2 separate regions of the Sus scrofa genome follow, and region 2 is linked to region 1. A link is a contact called in public Hi-C data. All regions are on one chromosome and are shown on one strand. Each heading gives the region's core, a stretch centred on a gene start, on an enhancer-like site or on the middle of the called end of the contact. The rest is flanking DNA. Distances are from core to core; before and after follow the strand shown.

Region 1 (2,996 bases), core at 150-2,649:
CCCTTCTTAACCACCCCCCTGGAGGTCCCCTATGCCTATTCTACCCAGAAAATACTTTTCTTCTTTGCATTGTCTAGTACTTTTATTTCCACCGTAGCCCAGACCTGTAGAAAAGGTTCAGCCTCGCTGCTGTCTTGTTCCTTTCTCATAAACAACATGAACAAGAATATTTATAGATCTGAAAATCCTTTAAAGTATTTATTTCTGTGCAGGTAGAAAACTTCCTAAGTAACTCCCTCTTTTTGGAAGCATGGAGGGTGGGAACTTCAGGGACCAGTGGTGTTGTTTGCTCCTATTATCTGATCAAGGATACTGGAGAGAGTTGAGAAAAATAGTGGGAATTTGGAGAGATGGAGATGAAGAATATAATGAGAAAGTAAAACATGGCACAGGGGTTAAAAATGGGCACAATGAATAAATTCTTTCTTTTATAATTCGTATTGTAGTAGAATTTTATAAATTGAGTTGCTGCAGAAAAAGGAGTAATAAAATGATATTAATTAGTATCATACTAGTAATTATACTATTTGTCCCTGAATTTATATAATCTTTCTGCAAAAAGCTAAAAATGGTTTCAAAAGCGCTAATAATATTATATTATTGGGCAATGTGTCTATAATAGACATTAATTATATGGTATTAAACCAATCCACAGAGCTTTCTAAAGGTATAATAGGCTAATAAAACACCAGAAACCTAATTGCTACTCTAAGAATTTAGAATTAAAATTAGCTTAATGATAGGAAAAATTTTAATAGGAAAAAATATCCGCAGAACATTTGCTCTGATATAGTTTTTCACTGTAAAGAATATTAAAAATATCAATAAAAGCAAAATAAGTATCCAGACCTTATTACACAAATATCGCTGTTAAATTTCTTCTTTTTCTAAGCTATCTTATTGTGTGGTTTTCAGAGCCTTTTATAAGTCAGCCACTAGAGAGCAAACTTCTTCTTTTTATCAGTCTGCAGTATTATTAAAAAAAAAAAATACATACCACGTGTATATACCGGCACTCTTAGAATAGCCTATTATCTCAGACTGTAAAATCTGATAATATAGCTTCCGAATGCCTGGGGCAGTGGGCGTGGGGGATGGAAGTGGGGAATTTTAAGGCCTTTATATTAAAAACATAAGAAAGAACAAGATAAGATGTTGTAATGTTGAACTACCTTCCTGGAGTGAAAATGAACCCTTCTGCTAATGGAGCTTAAAGTCTTAGGTTTCATCCCCTGTAATAAAATACGATAGGCATTGTTTGGTCTGACAGGCATCCTGGGTCTTTTATTCCAGGCGAGGGTAATAGAAATGATACTGGAGCTCAAAGAAATGATACTGTTTCCAAGTAGAAATGTGGATAAATTACATTGTCAGTTACATTACAGCCTTTCACTCCAGAGGCCTGAGTCAGGCAAAGAAAGCTGCCAGTGGAGGAACTTTCTCATCTTTGCACAAACTCCCACTATTGACATTCCTTCCAAAGGTCAGTATGAGCCCCAAAGATCAATACACAGGCAGATCAATCTGCTAAAGGGTGCCAGAGAACAGATGAGGGAACGTAGGAACACTGGGGACTCTCCCCCAACTTACCAGGCCCCAGAAGTTATTTCCCAGGCAGCGTTTTGACCAAGATTGACAGAAAAAGTGAGTAAAGCTGCTTTCTCTTCTGTGTTCTGTTAACAGGACCCTAGGAACTCACCGCTGAATAGTCATTGGAATCAAATTTCATCATTCTCATCTGGGCTTTGGGATATTTGAGGATTTACCACCTAGAATTTGGACTTTTGGGGTATTTTTACAAAATAACGATAGTTAGATTATACCAGCTATCGAAGAAGGGAGATTTCAAAACCTTCCAAGGAAACACTTTCGGGGGTTTATAGGCTATTCCTCTTAGGCAATGTATATTTTCTGTCGAATTGACTCAAGTGGAAGTGTCAATATTTGAACAATTTGGCCTATAAAATGGCAATTTTGCAGGCTTTGGCCTAACACATGATACTACAGGGTCTTCTGTGGAGAGACCTCCATCCCCAGCTCAGGTTTCCATCAGCCATCGTTACACACCTACCACGCTCTCAGTGCTGTCCCCGCGCAGCTCTGGGAACAGGAGCAGGAGCAGGGACCACTTCCCTTCAGGGCACTGTGGTGAGTGCTCTCAGACATTAAGGACCAGCAGACCAGTCCTGCCTTTGCAGCGCTTGCATCCTAGTGTGAGGAGTGGACAGGATTGCTCACTCTAAGGAGGATGAGGCCGTGCTATGTTCTCTAGAGTTGAACAGCTGTGGGACCAGGAAAGGGGGCTGAGATTCGGTCCTGACTGGGGGATTCCTGGAGTCTTCACGGAGGAAGGGACACTCCTGTTTGGGAGCTGATGCTTACCTGGGAGAGGTGATGATTTAACTGGGACTTGAAGAATGCTTAAGCTTGTTCTTACAATTTCTGTCAGAAAGCTGCAGCCAAAATTGTTAGTATCCCCAGGTGGCAGTGGTCCTTCTAGAACCACACGAAACTTGGCACAGTGTGGAGGCACCCTCCCAAGCCCCTGAGCCACTGCGATGTAGTGGCTGGGAACACTGACCCTGGAGCCAGACTGCCCTTATGGAATGTCTGTGTGACCTCGAGTAGTTTATTCAGCTTCTCTGTGCCTCAATGTCCTCACCTGTAAAATGTGGGTAAGTGATAGGACCTATTTTCGGTCTCCTCTGGAATTCTGACAGGGCTGGACATTTCCACAGGTTTATGGGTAACCTAACAAAACTCTTTTCACAGACTCACTAAGGGAGCCCCAAGGAAAGAACTTCGGTGAGCAAGACTTGAGGAAGAGGGCGTTAGGTATGTGTGTGTGTAAACTTTAGGTTTACAAGCAAATAAATGAAATCTCGAAAGGACTGTTTTGACTTCCATCTAAAACCCCAGGGCCCTGGTGGAATGCCTCTTGTAGCGGGTAACTCAGGGCAGCTTTGGTGGACTGACTGTTCCAGGGGCCAAAGGCC
Region 2 (2,996 bases), core at 288-2,787, 160 kb after region 1:
ACACTTTCTCAAAAGCCCTTGTGACTGATGTCTAAGAGATGTTTAATAGAGGTCTAAAGTGGAAAGAGGAGTTCCCGTCGTGGCGCAGTGGTTAACGAATCCGACTAGGAACCATGAGGTTGCGGGTTCGGTCCCTGCCCTTGCTCAGTGGGTTAACGATCCGGCGTTGCCGTGAGCTGTGGTGTAGGTTGCAGACGCGGCTTGGATCCCATGTTGCTGTGGCTCTGGCGTAGGCTGGTGGCTACAGCTCCGATTCAACCCCTAGCCTGGGAACCTCCATGTGCCGCGGGAGCGGCCGAAGAAATAGCAACAACAACAACAACAAAAAGACAAAAGACAAAAAAAAAAAAAAAAAAAATTAAAGTGGAAAGAAACTTTGGGGGCTAGGGTGTTTACCTTTGTCCTCGCCTCCCCCATCTAGCCTTAGACATGGGGGTATTAATTCTCTTCTTCAAGGTGTCCAGGCTGGACGATCCTGCAACAAACTCTAGGAAATCCATTTCAATATCAATTTCCCTCATGGCCAGGAGGAGTCATTTGGCTCATATATAATCTCCTCTGTGTTGAAAGCCCTTAGTGACCCTGTGTCTTCCCTCAGCAGGGTGGAGGGTATTCTGTCAAAATGCCATGATGGATGATATGCTTGATGACCTTCTGGACTTTTTGCAGGGCAGGGAAAGTAGAATGACGGGTGGCAAATAGGCAGAGGGGGATACTCCTATTTGCCGTGCCTGCAGTAGGAGGAAAGTTCTGGAAGGAGATGTTGAGTAAGACTCCCTCTTCCTCCTGCTTCCCCCTCCCAGACCTTCACGGCCGCTCCCTCCCTTCAGCGAAGCTGTTGGTGACACTGGAATTGGGGGCTGTGCTAGTAGCAAGGGACTGTATCCACTTTGAGAGCTTACAGAAGGAGAAACCATTTAGGGAAAGAAGGCAAATCTCTCCTCTGGGTTCAGGAGTTGCCATTTTCAGGACTCATACCTCGTTCTTGCCTGTGGTAACTTCTGTGACACAGACATGATACCAGTTAGGGTACATTTTGTGTTCAATACTGTGGGCATTTTTCTCATGAGAGTATCCACTCCACTCTGCCAGAAAAAAAAAATAAAGATAAAAAAAGAACTCTAATATACGGCACAAATGAACCTTTCCACAGAAAAGAAAATCATGGACTTGGAGAATAGACTTGTGGTTGCCAAGGGGGAGGGGGAGAGAGTGGGATGGATGGGGAGCTTGGGGTTAATAGATGCAGACGATTGCCTTTGGAATGGATTAGCAATGAGATCCTGCTGTGTAGCACTGGGAACTATGTCTAGTCACCTATGATGGTGCATGATAATGTGAGAAAAAAGAATGTATACATGTATGAGTAACTGGGTCACCTTGCTGTACAGTAGGAAAAAAAATAATGTATTGGGGAAATTAAAAAAAAAAAGAACTCATTACATTTAAAGAGACTCAGTAAGAGGCTGTGACAACAGAGTCAAGTGTTGTCTTACTTGGAAACTGCTCAGATGAGGGCCAGTTTCTCTTCACTGCCAAGGGGCACTGCTTACCAAAGTCACCCCCGTGACAAAGGCTTTCATTCTGTCCAGAAGTGACCTCAGAATCATAGACAGCGGAGGGTTGCAGGCAATGCTCTGTAGCCAGAGCCCAGTTTGGATCTGCAATATGTCTTTGCAAGAAACATCACCACCATCAAATCATGAACACAGCATATTTTAAGTTATTATAAAGTTTACAAACTTCCATGCTTGTGCTGTCTTACACTGATGTTCTGTGAGGCCCCCTCACTATAGTGTATTGTGTGTCCTGTCTTCCCAGCTGGGTTGAAAGCCAGATCACACCAGTCCTTGGAATCCCCAGCACCTGACGGGGTATGTGGAAATGACTAGGCACTGGATAAACAATTGAGCAATGAATAAATAGACAAACTGCCTTCTTTCTAATAGATTTCCCCAGAAAGACTAGTTGATCCTTCTTTGTAAGAGTTTTACTCTACTCATTTCTTAAAGAAAAAGCAAAAAGGGGAAAAAAAGTATGAGTTTCATTCCAGACCATTTCTAATGAAGGTCATGGCAATTTATGGACCAAGAAAGGCAAGACGGTGGGATAAAAAATAACCCATAATGAAAAGAAAATAATGAACCTCTCTGGGATTGGGGTGGGGGGCTTTTATATAGATTGGTGTCTCTTGGGCACTTATGAGACAGTATTCGGGAGGGTTGCTGAGAGGGTCTAGAAAGAAGCTCATTTAACTGTTTGGTGTGCAGGAGGCTAGGGATGTGGGGGACAAGTCAAACCAAGGGGAAAATGCAAATGAAGATCACGTTTCCTTGAACACATTCTATAGCTCCTCATTTCTCTGGCCAGCTTATACTTAACGGCAGTTTTCTCTCTGGACCAATATGTCATTTATTTTAGTTCTACTAAGTCACACACTACTGGAATGCAATTGGTATTCTTACCGACTGAGAACCATCTGCTCTTTTCTAGACAACAGCTATTCTGTTCCGTCTCTCTCCACCTCCTGCTTCTTTCAGTTTTCTCATATATTTTCAATCGTATGCATTCTTTTCTCTATGAATAGGAGAGAGTAAACGCCTGAGGAATTAGCTCTTCGGATACATTTTTTCCCCCTCAGGCATTGGAATTTTAAATTGTTGTTTGTTCCCTTTCAGAGTCTTGATCTTCTATATGTAAAATAAAATGTTTGTCTGTACTACTGGCAAAGGCAAATGTAGCCTTCCGGAAAGATTTTCTATGTTCCTTAGATAAACCATGAATCACTTTTTAACTGCTGACCATTGAATGTCATAATATTTCCTCTATTTCTCAAACAATCAAGGAAAAAAAGGTAAATAGTTTCCAGAGAAACTGACAGGTAGCAGATGAGGAAAATCAAGGGGTTTTATGTAAACTTACTCTCCTCTCTGCTCTAAGAGCCCAAGGAGAGGCTCCTTGCAAAGTTCAAGGCATTTTCAGCTTGAACTTTGGAG

Evidence for each region. Hi-C and Micro-C count contacts between places; a contact is called where the count stands out from the background.
Region 2: a Hi-C map of liver shows a contact between it and region 1, with 8 times the contacts expected there. The contact joins two enhancer-like sites. A contact is called at or near these places in 1 of 5 promoter capture datasets (liver) and 2 of 47 Hi-C or Micro-C datasets (embryonic fibroblasts and liver).

Annotation. Positions count from the first base shown.
Region 1 is chr1:56,183,207-56,186,202 of Sscrofa11.1, forward strand. No RefSeq gene overlaps it. Among named protein-coding and RNA genes, the nearest start is that of AKIRIN2, 120 kb to the left of the region's middle. Within about 2 kb of position 1,400, at least 5 of the 83 cell types and tissues checked have an H3K27ac peak or open chromatin away from gene starts, as enhancers often do. A contact at or near this core is called in liver, where this site is marked.
Region 2 is chr1:56,346,679-56,349,674 of Sscrofa11.1, forward strand. No RefSeq gene overlaps it. Among named protein-coding and RNA genes, the nearest start is that of SPACA1, 30 kb to the right of the region's middle. Within about 2 kb of position 1,538, at least 3 of the 83 cell types and tissues checked have an H3K27ac peak or open chromatin away from gene starts, as enhancers often do. A contact at or near this core is called in liver, where this site is marked.